Regions from separate parts of the Macaca mulatta genome. Here region 1 is linked to region 2. The links are chromatin contacts, called in public Hi-C maps. All regions are on one chromosome and are shown on one strand. Each heading gives the region's core, a stretch centred on a gene start, on an enhancer-like site or on the middle of the called end of the contact. The rest is flanking DNA. Distances are from core to core; before and after follow the strand shown.

What was found. Hi-C and Micro-C count contacts between places; a contact is called where the count stands out from the background.
Region 1: a Hi-C map of fetal cortex germinal zone shows a contact between it and region 2, with 4 times the contacts expected there. The contact joins the promoter of PTPRF here to the promoter of ARTN in region 2. A contact is called at or near these places in 4 of 14 Hi-C or Micro-C datasets (blood, fetal cortex germinal zone, fetal cortical plate and 1 more).

The regions. Positions count from the first base shown.
Region 1 is chr1:197,133,875-197,139,789 of T2T-MMU8v2.0, reverse strand. PTPRF (protein tyrosine phosphatase receptor type F) reads left to right here and starts at 2,137. Exons shown (of 30, transcript XM_077960287.1): 1 at 2,137-2,348. The region is part of intron 1 of MED8 (mediator complex subunit 8); the gene reads right to left. It overlaps LOC144337853 (a long non-coding RNA gene), which reads right to left and starts at 665. Exons shown (of 2, transcript XR_013411460.1): 1 at 338-665; 2 at 107-283.
Region 2 is chr1:196,721,022-196,727,006 of T2T-MMU8v2.0, reverse strand. ARTN (artemin) reads left to right here and starts at 4,423. Exons shown (of 5, transcript XM_077960633.1): 1 at 4,423-4,560; 2 at 4,787-4,935. It overlaps ST3GAL3 (ST3 beta-galactoside alpha-2,3-sialyltransferase 3), which reads left to right. Exons shown (of 11, transcript XR_013403186.1): 11 at 828-1,851.

The sequences.
Region 1 (5,915 bases), core at 888-3,387, 420 kb before region 2:
AGTTCTGGAAAAAAAGGCAAAAATGCTTAAAGATGCATAAAATTTGCAATACCTCCCCTATGGTGCACCAAAATTACCAATTGTGAAAAACCACACACTGGAAATATTCTTTTTTTTTTTTTTTTTTTTTTTTTTGAGACGGAGTCTTGCTCTGCCGCCCAGGCTGGGGTGCAGTGGCCGGATCTCAGCTCACTGCAAGCTCCGCCTCCCAGGTTTACGCCATTCTCCTGCCTCAGCCTCCCGAGTAGCTGGGACTACAGGCGCCCGCCACCTCACCCGGCTACTTTTTTGTATTTAGTAGAGACGGGGTTTCACCGTGTTAGCCAGGATGGTCTACTTTTTTGTATTTAGTAGAGACGGGGTTTCACCGTGTTAGCCAGGATGGTCTCGATCTCCTGACCTCGTGATCCGCCCGTCTCGGCCTCCCAAAGTGCTGGGATTACAGGCTTGAGCCACCGCGCCCGGCCGGAAATATTCATTTTTGATCCGTTTGTCATCCAAACCAAACTGTCTGTCCAGAATCACCAGAGCCAGTCCCATCCCCTCCTCACACACCAGGGGGCGCACACGCACTGTTTGTGAATTCAAGTTCAGGACAAAAACAGGCAGTGAAATCAGGTGGTTACCAGAACCTGATCCCTCAGCCCAGATCCCTGAACATCACAGCAACCTTGCCCTGCACATTACCACGTGATCCCTGAATCCAGGCACCTCAACAATGTCCAAATTTTATTTCTCACCTGACTCCAAACTCAGGTGTTATACCAGAAACACCCCGCAGAAGAAACCCCACAGAGGAGAAATGTCATCTCTTCCTCTGCTCAGTTACCTGACCCAGGGCAGCGGGGGTAGGTTCCCCCAATCTTCATGGTGAAGCCTAGCAAGCAGTGGGGGAGAATGGGGGAGTGGGGGGTGGGGGGGGCGGGGCGGTAGATAGGAAAGAACTGGTGTGGCTTTGGCTGACTCTTCAGTAGTTGTAGCATGGATTGCATGGGGGCGGGGTCTGGAGGCAGGGGCTCTTGGGTTGAAGCTCATCAAATCCCTCTCATCAGTGGGTCTTGGAATAAATCTTCAGGTAGGTTGTTGGTTTCACCCAGACATTTCTAGGGTCATCATTTGAGTTTGATATGAGAAGTCAGAAACTCAATACTGAGATTTAAATTTGACTTAGAGGGCATTATCACGTCTTTAATTCCGAGGCCAATGTAAGGTTCACAGTTGGAATTGGTATAATATTGGGGTATTAGCCAGCCTCTGCTTGGGGTTGACACTAGGTCAGAGAAGTGGAGGGTGAGCATGAGGATGAAGGGGCTTTGTGTGGGGTTTCTGCAAAGCCAGTCTCATCTTGGATTCTAAGATTATTATTAAAGCTGGGTTGGTTTAGGGTCCTAAATGGTCTCAAGGTTGGGTGGGGTTTCAGGTCAGTATCTTTGTTTGGGGGTCCTTTTCTGGTGACTCAATCCCAACTCTGGAATTGAGAATCCCAATTCAGAGTGCATTGGTGTTGATCTGGGAATGGGAGAGCAGTACTGGAGTTTTATGTAAGGCTTGGGGTTCAGAAGAGAGAGAATTGGGGTCCATAGCAAGGTAGCTTTTGGACTTTAGGGTTCATTTAGGGACTGGGGGCTGAGCATTAGCACAGGGGTCCATTTAAGGTCCAGAGTTGGTGCTAACATCACTATCAAGGTTAGGGCAGGTAGAGTAATAAAGAGGTTTAGAGTCAGAATTGGTATTTGGGATCAGTACAGAGGTTCAGAACAAAATTCCTACTTGTGCTAATTTGGGGGCAGATTAAGGGCTTTGGATTCAATATTGGGTTTAGGGCAAGGTGTAGACTCAGTATCAGGTTCAGATCTGTATGGGGAGGAAATGCGGTCCTAGAATGGTATTAGGTTCATGCTAGGACTGGGAACCACTAGAAGGATCTGGATGTAGTATCAGAGTTTGGTCTGTCCATGTTCATTATTGGGGTTCGGGTTCAACATTGAGGTTCCGGTCGGTTTCGACTTGGCGTTGAGTTGTGGCCTCTCTGGGCCTCCGCGGCTCCGCGGCTCTACGAGCGAGAGTGCACGAGGGGAGGGGCGGCGCCGGGGGCGCGCACGGCAGGGGCAGGGGCGCGGGCGCGAGCGAGAGGGGAGCGCGCGGCTGGAGCTGGCGCGGGAGCGGCGGGAGCGGTGGCGGCGGCAGAGGCGGCGGCTCCAGCTCCGGCTCCGGCTCGGGCTCCGGCTCCAGCTCGGGTGGCGGTGGCGGGAGCGGGACCAGGTGGAGGCGGCGGCGGCAGAGGAGTGGGAGCAGCGGCCCCAGCGGCTTGCGGGGGGACATGCGGACCGACGGCCCCTGGATAGGCGGTGAGTGACCCCCAGGCCCCCCGCCAGCCCCCTCCGCGCCCGTCTCTTCCCCGTACTCCTTGCCCTCCCCGCTAGTCCACCCGGCGGAGCTGGGGGCGGTCCCGGGGGGACGAGGGCGCCGCTGAGGCCGGGCCGCGCCCCCACCTGCCGCGCCCGCAGCCTCGGCGAAGCCCCCCCCACGCCCCAGCCTGGCGGCTCCTCCCCGCTCACCCCGCGGCAGACGCGCCCCCAGCGCTGCCGGCTGGCTCGCTCCCCGCCGCCCCTCGCTGCCTCCCTCCCTCTCCGCCGCACCTTAGCCGCAGCCCGCCCCCCCTTCCCCCGCCCAGCGCAAAGTTTCCCGTTTGCGCTCTTGCTCCCCCTCATCAGTCCCGCCTCGTCCCCCCTTCTAGCGCGGACGCGCTCCGGGGGCGGCCCTCAGACCCCTCAGCCCCCGGCTCCGGGCGGGTCCAGGCCGCGCCCCCGCCCCCGCCGCACAGGCGCCCCCTCCCAGCCGACGGGGGATCCGCAGCCGGCGCGCCCGGGTCTCGCTCGCGGCCCCGGCGCACGTGCAGTCCCGGGCTGCGCCGGGCGCGAGTTTGGAGCCCCCCACCCCCTTCGTTCGCGAGCACGGGTTGGGGAGGGGCTGAACGGGTTGTGCCCGCCCCCAACCGGGTGCAACGCCCTGGAGGCCCTGGAGCGACCTGTCCCATGAGGACGTGGCCACTCGGACCCGCTCCGAAAGTTCACTCAGCGGCTGCCCCGCGTCCTGTCCCGAGCCGTGCCGGCTCCCCATCGTCGTGCCCACGTCTCTGTCTCGGCTGCTTTCTGTTTTCCTTGGCGTCTTTGCCTCCCCGTGTCAGTGCCCCTGCAATCCCAGGGTCTCTCCGGCTGTCTCCGTTCTTTTTCCCCAGATCACTCTGTTCTTTCTCCCCAGGTCTCTCCGTTCTGTCTCCCTGGGTCATCTTGTTCCCTGTTCCTGAGTCTCTCTGTTCTCTCCCCTTGGGTCTCTTCTGTTTCCTCTCCCTGGGTTCTGTCTCCCTCCCTAAGTGTCTCTCTGCCTCTTGTCTCTCACGCATCTCTTGGTGTCTCTGCACCCTCTGTGCTAGGCGCCCCCCCATTTCCCTGGAATGCTGCCCCTCTGGTTCTTCCACCTCGGAGGGGGAGGGGCTAGACTTTCTCCCCATTTCAAACCCCCCTGCCCCCCAGTGCAGGGCCCCTGAGTTGGAGCAGGTTGGGGGTGGGGAGCGCTACCTGCCTGAGCTGTGAAATGGGAGAGGGAGGCTGCCCCAGCCTGCGGGTTGTCTGGATCTCCCTGAGGGGCCACAGAGCAGGGCCGGGAGGCTGCATTAGGATGAGGAAGGCTCCACTTCTGAAGGAACAAGGGCAGAGATCCAGAGCGACCTGGTGCCAGATCTGGCCTGAGAACCAGGGAAGTGCACTGGGGTGAGAGGCGTAGAAAAGGATATGGGGTGTTGGTTCCAGGCGGGTGCTCATGGGGAGAGATCTGCTGAGAAGGGAAGATCTGATGGGGGATCCTTTGGGAGGCTTCGGGGATCTGAGGGATCCAGAAGAGAGTTCTGACAGGCTATCTAAGGAAATTTCTGTGCTTAGCGCCTTATTAACTCTTGCTTCAGGGAGCATGAAAATCCCTGTTTTTTACTGATTATATGAATGAGCCTAGGGCTCCGAGAAGGAGCAGGTGTAACTCCCCAAGTACAACCCCCTACATTCTCCGCCCCAGGCACAGGCCACAGTCTCTCCTACCCTCTTGCCTTCATTTCCACACTCAGCTCACCCCCCTCCACCCCCCCACACACTCCCTGTTCAGCTGCTTTCTTGACCCCACTCACAAACCTGGACCCGCATGCCGGCCAGTGCTCAAGCAATCTGTGCCTGCACACTCGCAGCACACCTGTGCACATGCACAGTCATCCTTGTGCATTTTTGTATATGCACTTTCTTGCACATTTTACTTGCTCAGTCTCCCTCATCATTTGAAGTGTCTGTATAGTGTTGTGTGTTTTTTTTTTTTAGTTTCTTTTTCCAACTGCTCTTCCTCTTCCCTCTTTCAACAAGAAAATTGTTTTAACATAATTCCTTCCTTTTTCCCTTTCTTCCTTCCTCTTGCAACTACTGATACCTCCCCTTTATCCAGCTTTGTGTGCCCTGTGCAGGTTGGCTTGGTGTACAGGGCTGCCGAGAGAGGAGGGGGTGGTTGGGTGCTGGTGAAGAAATTTGGCGGGGCAGAGTTATAGACTGCAGCAGACGTAAACTAGCAACACATCTTTTGTAGGTAATCGTATTGATATGCAGCAAAATACCAGCCCTGGCAATTTGGGCACAGTCCACCCTTTTTTCCATCAGCCCGAACTATGGGAGTCTAGCTTTAAGGATCCTCACTGGGGGCGGGGAGGAGGGGACCCAGACCTCCTGCAATAGAGGTTGTGATACATACCACGGCTCCTCCACTTTCCAGCTTCAGGCCTCAAAGAGGCCCCTTTCTCCCTGAGTCTCAATTTCACTCCCTGTAAAATGGGGCAGCTAATCCAACCCGGACTTGGTCCCAGGGCTGTTGTAAGAATCCAAGGGAACTGTGTGGCAGTGCATCATCAGCAGTGGCAGTCACTTCCCATGTGACTGACACTGCTGTGTGCTTGGTCCAAGCTTGCAGCCAGGGCCCTGCCCTCGAGAAGCTCGTGGTCCCTGGGGGAGCAGGTTGCACCATGAGAATGCAAAAGCAATTCAGTTACCTGTTATTGATTGCTGACTGTGTGCCAGACCCCGGGGTAGGCACTTTCAGCCCCGGCTGCCTTGCTTCCTTTGGGACTAACAGCTATGTAGAAGAGGCAGCCCACGCCTAAGGTTCAGGCATCTGCTCAACTAAAGCAGCTGCAGTTCTGAGTTGAGTTAGAACATTGGAAGAGTTCATCAAGAGACAGGGGAGAGTTCAGAGGTCAGGGTGAGATGAGTCCCAGAGGAGACCAAGAAGAAGTGATCTGAACTGGGTTTGAAGGGATGAATAGGAGTTTGAAGAAGAGAGAAAGGACTTGAGGTAGATAAAAAACAGTATGAATAAAGACTGGGAGGTGTTGTCACTTGTGAAGTATTCAGAGATGTGGCAGATCACAGAGGGCATTGAATGCCCTGTTAAGTACCTATCATTTTACTCTGAGAACCCAGAGAGAAAACACCAAGCTTAAAGCTTGGATAGGGAGGGTGGAGTGTGCGGTGGTCAGGTTTATGTTTCCAGAAAATGCTATGTGGCTATGGGAAAAGGATGGAGACAGGATGCCCAGTGGGGCAAGAGGTGCAGGTAAGTAAGGTAAGAGAAGATGCTGGCTTTGATAGGTGGTAGCATGGAGCCATCTTGAAGGCACACTTGTCAGGACAGAATGATTATTGCATGTGGGAGTGAAGGAGAGGAAGAGGAAGGAGTCCAGGTTCCTGGGAGTGGTTGAGCGGGCCTTCACTGAAGGCCCTGAAGCTTCATTGAGTTAGGGACTTGGTGAGGAGGGGCAGAGAATAAGCTCTTAGTTGGACATGTGGCCCTTGAGGTATTTGGGGCATTTGAGGCTCAGTGCAGGAGGA
Region 2 (5,985 bases), core at 3,174-5,673:
TATTATTTATTTTTTTGAGACAGAATCTCTCTCTGTTGCCCAGGCTGGAGTGCAGTGGCACGATCTCAGCTGACTGCAATATCTGCTTCCCGGGTTCAAGTGATTCTCCTGCCTCAGCCTCCTGAGCAGCTGGGATTACAGGCACTACCATCACGCCTGGCTAATTTTTGTATTTTTAGTAGAGACGGGGTTTCACCATGTTGGTCAGGCTGGTTTGAACTCCTGACCTCGTGATCCGCCCGTCTCAACCTCCCAAAGTGCTGGGATTACAGGCGTGAGCCACCGCACCCGGCCTATTTTTAATTTTCTAAAAAAGATTCGCCATCTCTCTGCAGGCCCCATGGCTCCTCTGATCTGGGAGGCAGGATTTCATCCGCCACCCCCAGGCCTGGAGAGTAGATTGCATCAGGCCAGCGAATGACTCAGCCACCCCTTGCTATTGGACTTCAGTGACTCACACTGCCTGCCCGCAGGGTGTCTATAACCTAGGTGCTTCCTGACAAGAAGTGGCTTGAAGTCTGTGGGAACAAGGTCCTTCCGCCAGCACTGAGGAGGGAGGTTGGGAAGCCTAACGGTTTTCCTGGGACAAGGAAAGGGGTATGAAGGTTCTTTTTTCCCTGCCTTGGGAAGGGAGGAGGATGAGCTGTGGCACTCCTAGAGCAGGGCCATCATTACCTTGAAGATACAACTGATTACCAGTATCCGCCTTCAGATTTCCACGGTCACAGAGTGTTGGAGAGTGGTGACTGGAAGAGGGCACCGAGCCCCAGAAGGGGCAGTAAAGGTTTGAGCAAAGGCCCAACTGATCACTTCATCTCTGCTTTCAGTCCTGGACGCACAATATCCAGCGAGAGAAAGAGTTTCTGCGGAAGCTGGTGAAAGCTCGCGTCATCACTGATCTAAGCAGTGGCATCTGAGTGGGTCCAGCACACGGCCATAGAGGCCCAGGCACCACCAGGAGCAGCAGCAGCCAGCACCACCTACACAGGGGTCTTCAGACACAGAGAAGGACAGTGCCAAGGGTCCCAGGGGCAGCAAGGCCTTGGAGCAGCCGGAGCTGTGCCTGCTCAGCAGCCAGTCTCAGAGACCAGCACTCAGCCTCATTCAGCATGGGTCCTTGATGCCAGACGGCCAGCAGGCTCCTGGCTGTGCCCAGCAGACCCAGCATGCAGGCAGGGGGACACTGGGCAGCAAGGCTGCTGCCAGAATCACTTCTCCAATCAGTGTTTGGTGTATTATCATTTTGTGAATTTGGGTAGGGGGGAGGGTAGGGATAATTTATTTTTAAATAAGGTTGGAGATCTCAAGTTGGGTCCACTTGCCATGCAGGAAGAGGCCCACTAGAGGGCCCATCAGGCAGTGTTACCAGTTAGCTCCCTGTGGGGCAGGAGTGCCATGACCAGCCTGTACCTTGCTCTGGGGCTACAGGGTGGTGGGCAGGATCTCAAGCCAGCCCCCTCCAGCTCATGACACTGTTTGGCCTTTCTTGGGGAGAAGATGGGGTATTCCCACTCACCAGCCCTAGCTGTCCCATAGGGAAACCCTGGAGCCGTCCCTTTGGAGCCAACAAGACCGCCCCAGGGCTACAGCAGAACTTTAAAGCTCAGGAGGGTGACGCCTGGCTCGGCCTGCTGGGAAGAGCTCCCCTCCACAGCCGCGGCTGATCCGCAGGACTACCGCAGGCCTGGACTCACCAACTTGCCACATGGTCTAGGTTTCAGCAACAAGACTGCCAGGTGGTTGGGTTCTGCCTTTAGCCTGGACCAGAGGGAAGTGAGGCCCAAGGACCTTACCTAAGCTGTGGCAGCTGTCCCAGGCCACCCCCGTGGAAGCAATAAAGCTCTTCCCCGAGCCTGGTCTCTTTTTGCCTTCTCTGACTTTCTGGAAGAAACAGGAACCTAAAGCCTCAGCAACTACGCCAAAACCTCGGGCCCTCTCTTCAGTCCACACAGTCCTGGGCCCCTTTCACTTCTTGTGTCAGTGCAGGACCTACGTAGCCATCCAGAGGCCTCTGGGCATCTCCTGTATCCTCTTTGCTTTGAGACCAGAGGTTTCAGGGCACACTCTTAGAGGAGACAGAGGCACAGGACTGGAGTCCTAGGACATTGCCTTGGGGTTGCCACAGCCCCACCTCTGGAAGGGCAGGTATTCCTGCAAGCACAGGAAAGATGTACTGCTGAGCCCCTGCAGGAAGCAGAGGCCCACAGACCTACCCTACTACCGACACCCGCCCTCTGGGAAGGACATGCCCCACCCCCCATCATTAGCACAGAGGCACACCCTCTCCCTTCAGCTCCCCTCTAGGCATCCTCTGTCATACTTTAGAAAAGATGTCACCTCGCCTTCTTAAGAGTCCTAGAGTCTGATCCCTCTCTTCCCCAGCATCCCCAGGCAGGCCTGAGAATGGACAGACCAGACTGTCGCCTGCACTTGAGGCCATGAAGTGAGCTTCCTATCACACTGCCACTGGCAGGCAGTAGGTGGGTCAGCCGGCCCCTGCACCCCTCTCTCACCCACCCCAATCTAAGAGTCCAGGCAGCCCTGGATTGCCCTCCCACTGGTGAGCCCTAAGGCTGCAGTCCTGGCCATCCCAAGGACCAGCAGCCTCCCACATGCTCCTTCCCACTGTGGCTGGCCTTAGGCAGAAGCAGGGGGTAAGGGAGGCCCTGACTGAGGGACAGGTCAACCCAGAAACCTCCTCTATATTCTACTGGAAATAAGGTCACTACCATGCACATGTTCCTGCCTGGATGGTGCCCCATGGAGTTGCACAGGGCATAAGCTGAATGCCCATAAGAGGTATTGCTGGCTGAAAAAGCCCCAAGGCAGGTGCCCCAACTGAGCAGCCGGTTGTGGGAGGTGACAGAGCAGATTTCTCCCTGCTTGGCCTCCTATCCCAGGGGGCTCCTGGCACACCTGCAGCAGCCCCACCACCTCCAGCAGCAGTTCTCTGTGGTCTGACTTCTAGTCCTCACCACTGCAGGAAACTACTTTCAAACAAGCTATGGTTCTGAGCCCTGGCCATGCACCAGAATCACCTGTGCAATCTGAAAATTGCACATGTCCACCCGGAAAGTCTGATTCCAGTCTAGGTTGAGGCCCGGATGTGGGTAGGTTTTAAAGGTCCTCAGTAGTTCTGAAGCATAGCCAGGGTACAGCCGGTCCACACTCATCCCCAGTACTCTCATCCCTGCCCACAGCTTCCAATTGCCAGTTGGTTGGCAATTCCCAAATTATCTTTGACAGCGCAGCTCTCTGTGCTTCCCTCCAGGCTACAGATTCACCTGCTTCCTGAACATTTCCACTTGGATAAACCACAGGCCCTTCCAACTCAACATGTCCAACACTGAACTCATGAGCCCCTGCCTTTCCTCCCAGGAACCGGGATGTACCCCTCCCCCAAGTCACCCCGCCAAAGGCACACTTTTGCAGGGCCTACCTACCTCCTCACCCTATCCAGTCAGGCACCAACAAATTTTCAAAATTGCGTGTTCTAGATTGGGGCCTGGTAGCCCCACGCTTCCCTCACGCCCTGCATCAGACCTCATCCTCTTTCTGCAGCAGCCTCCACCTTTCTCTCCAACCCCATCCTCTTTACTACAGCCAGAGTCATCCACAAAAATATCTGTCTGATCACACCATTCTGCTCAAAACCCTCCCATGGTCCCCAGTGTTAGGATCTTTCCATCCATGTTACTCACCCAGCCCTCACCCCACTTGCCAAATTGCCATAATTAGGCATCTGAAATGCTGCCCTCCAGCTACCTACTTCAAGCCTCAGCTCAGATGTTCCTCCTCTGTGACCCCTGCCTTCAGCCCTCAGTACCCACTTCTGCCAACTGCCCTTGCTGTGCCCCAGTGACCCCCGTGTTTGCAAGAGTGTCCATACTCCAAGCCCTAAGCAGCACAGGAGGTGAGCTGTGCGGAGACTAGAGCAGAGTCAGACCCTGAAAGCTTCTGCGAAGAGGCTTAGCAACCCAACGAGGCAGGTGAACTGGCCGCTGAGAGAAGAATCGGGTGGAGCAGAGAGCAGTTGCTGCAGGGCAGACAGCCAGGACCCCCAAATCTGCAGGCACCAGCAGTCAGCCGCCCCACGCAGGGACCGGCCTTCCTCTTGCTCCCCGCCCTCACTCACTTTCTCCCGCCCTCGGCCCGGCCTCCCGGCTCTCTACTTCGCGTGTCTACAAACTCAACTCCCAGTTTCCGTGCCTCTCTACCGCTCGAGTTCTCTACTCTCCATATCCGAGGGGCCCCTCCTAGCATCTACCCCCCTCCCAACCTCGGGGGACCTAGCCAAGCTAGGGGGGACTGGATCCGACGGGTGGAGCAGCCAGGTGAGCCCCGAAAGGTGGGGCGGGGCAGGGGCGCTCCCAGCCCCACCCCAGGATCTGGTGACGCCGGGGCTGGAATTTGACACCGGACGGCTGCGGCGGCGGGCATGAGGCTGCTGAGGGATGGAGTTGGGCCCGGCCTCCAGACAAGGCCCGCGGGCTCCGCCAGCAGCAGGTCCCTTGGGCCCCAGCCCTCGCTGCCACCCGGACCTGGAGCCCCACACCCGAGGTAAGCCAGCCCACTTGCCTGTTTCTGGTGCCAGCCCTGGATGGACGCTCCTGGGCTGGGGGAGTGGACAGGACCACCCCCCTGATCTCCTTTCTTGCATCCTCCCTCTCTTGGGCCCTCGGCACAGTTCTCTGCCCCTCCCAGGCCCTCAGTCCCTCTTGTCGCTTGTTGCACTGTGCTGGCCTTGCCGGCCCACGGTAATGTGACGCTCCCGCTGCCGCTACAGGGTGCAGACTGGCTGCCAAGGCCACACTTTTGGCTAAAAGAGGCACTGCGAGGTGCACAGTCCTGGGCATGCGCCGTTTGAGCTTCGGGGGAAAGCCCAGCACTGGTCCCCGGAAAGGTGCCTAGAAGAACACGGTGCAGGACCCCGTGGTGAGTAGCGGGCTGGTGGATGGGGAGGCAAGGGCTAGAAAACCAAATGGCCCTAGACCACAAGGAGGTAGGAGGCAAGGCCTGAGCTGCCCTCAAGAGACCTGCTCCCGGGCTCCCCCTAGCGCAGAGGGCTCCTAAGGCTGCCCTGCCTGCCTTTCTCTCCATCACGGAGAACAGTCACTGGCCTGGCCCGGAGGCCCTGTTTCCACTTAGCCAAGAGTCGCACACCAGGACCTGGAGGACCACCCCAGGAAGGCCTGGGGGTCTGTTCCACAGGTGTGCAGGCATTCTGTGTGCTAGAGGATGGGGATGAGGGTGGCAGCTGGGACCCAAGAGGAGGTTGGCTAATGAGGACTTATGAAGGCTCTGGGGCCCCAAAAGGGTGTTTGGGAGTGCCAGAAGTGGGAGCTCAGGAGAGGCTGGCTGGAATCAGGAACGATGGCTCAAGGCGGAAACTTCTAGGAGCATGACTACACTGCCAGATCCATAGGAGGCTGGGAAGGGGACAGCCCTAGACCAGCTCTCAGGGTAGCTCAGCTCTCAGAGACCAGGCTGGTATGGAAGCCTAGCTGGCCCTCCTGGGAGTGGCTCAGGCCTGAGTGTAGCTGAGGGGATGGAAGAGCCCACCCTGCTTGGAATCTGCAGGCTTGGCAGGCTCTGCCCCCTGGTGGCCACAGGAAGCCATGGCCCAGGCCCCATGTTTTCCGAGGGTCCCACCATCCCCCGGCTCTGTGATCATTGGGGGACCCCTATGGTCAGAGGAGAGAACTCAGGTGGCTCTGGGTCCAGAACACAGTTCACAGAGGGGCAAGGTGAAGCAGCTCTTGGTGGGCAGCACAGCTTGAGGCTTGGAGCTCACTATTATTAGATAACTCTTAGAGTGACCAACTAGCACTCTCATTCTTCTCCAGGCCTCAGCTTCCTTTCCCGCAGCCTGGGGTGAAGGCCTTTGCAGGACCAAGTGTGTCCAGCTACAACTCCCTCCAGCCACTTCCAGCATCTCCAGCCCTACAGCACAGAGCAGGAAGGTTCTGGGAAAAGAGGACCCCT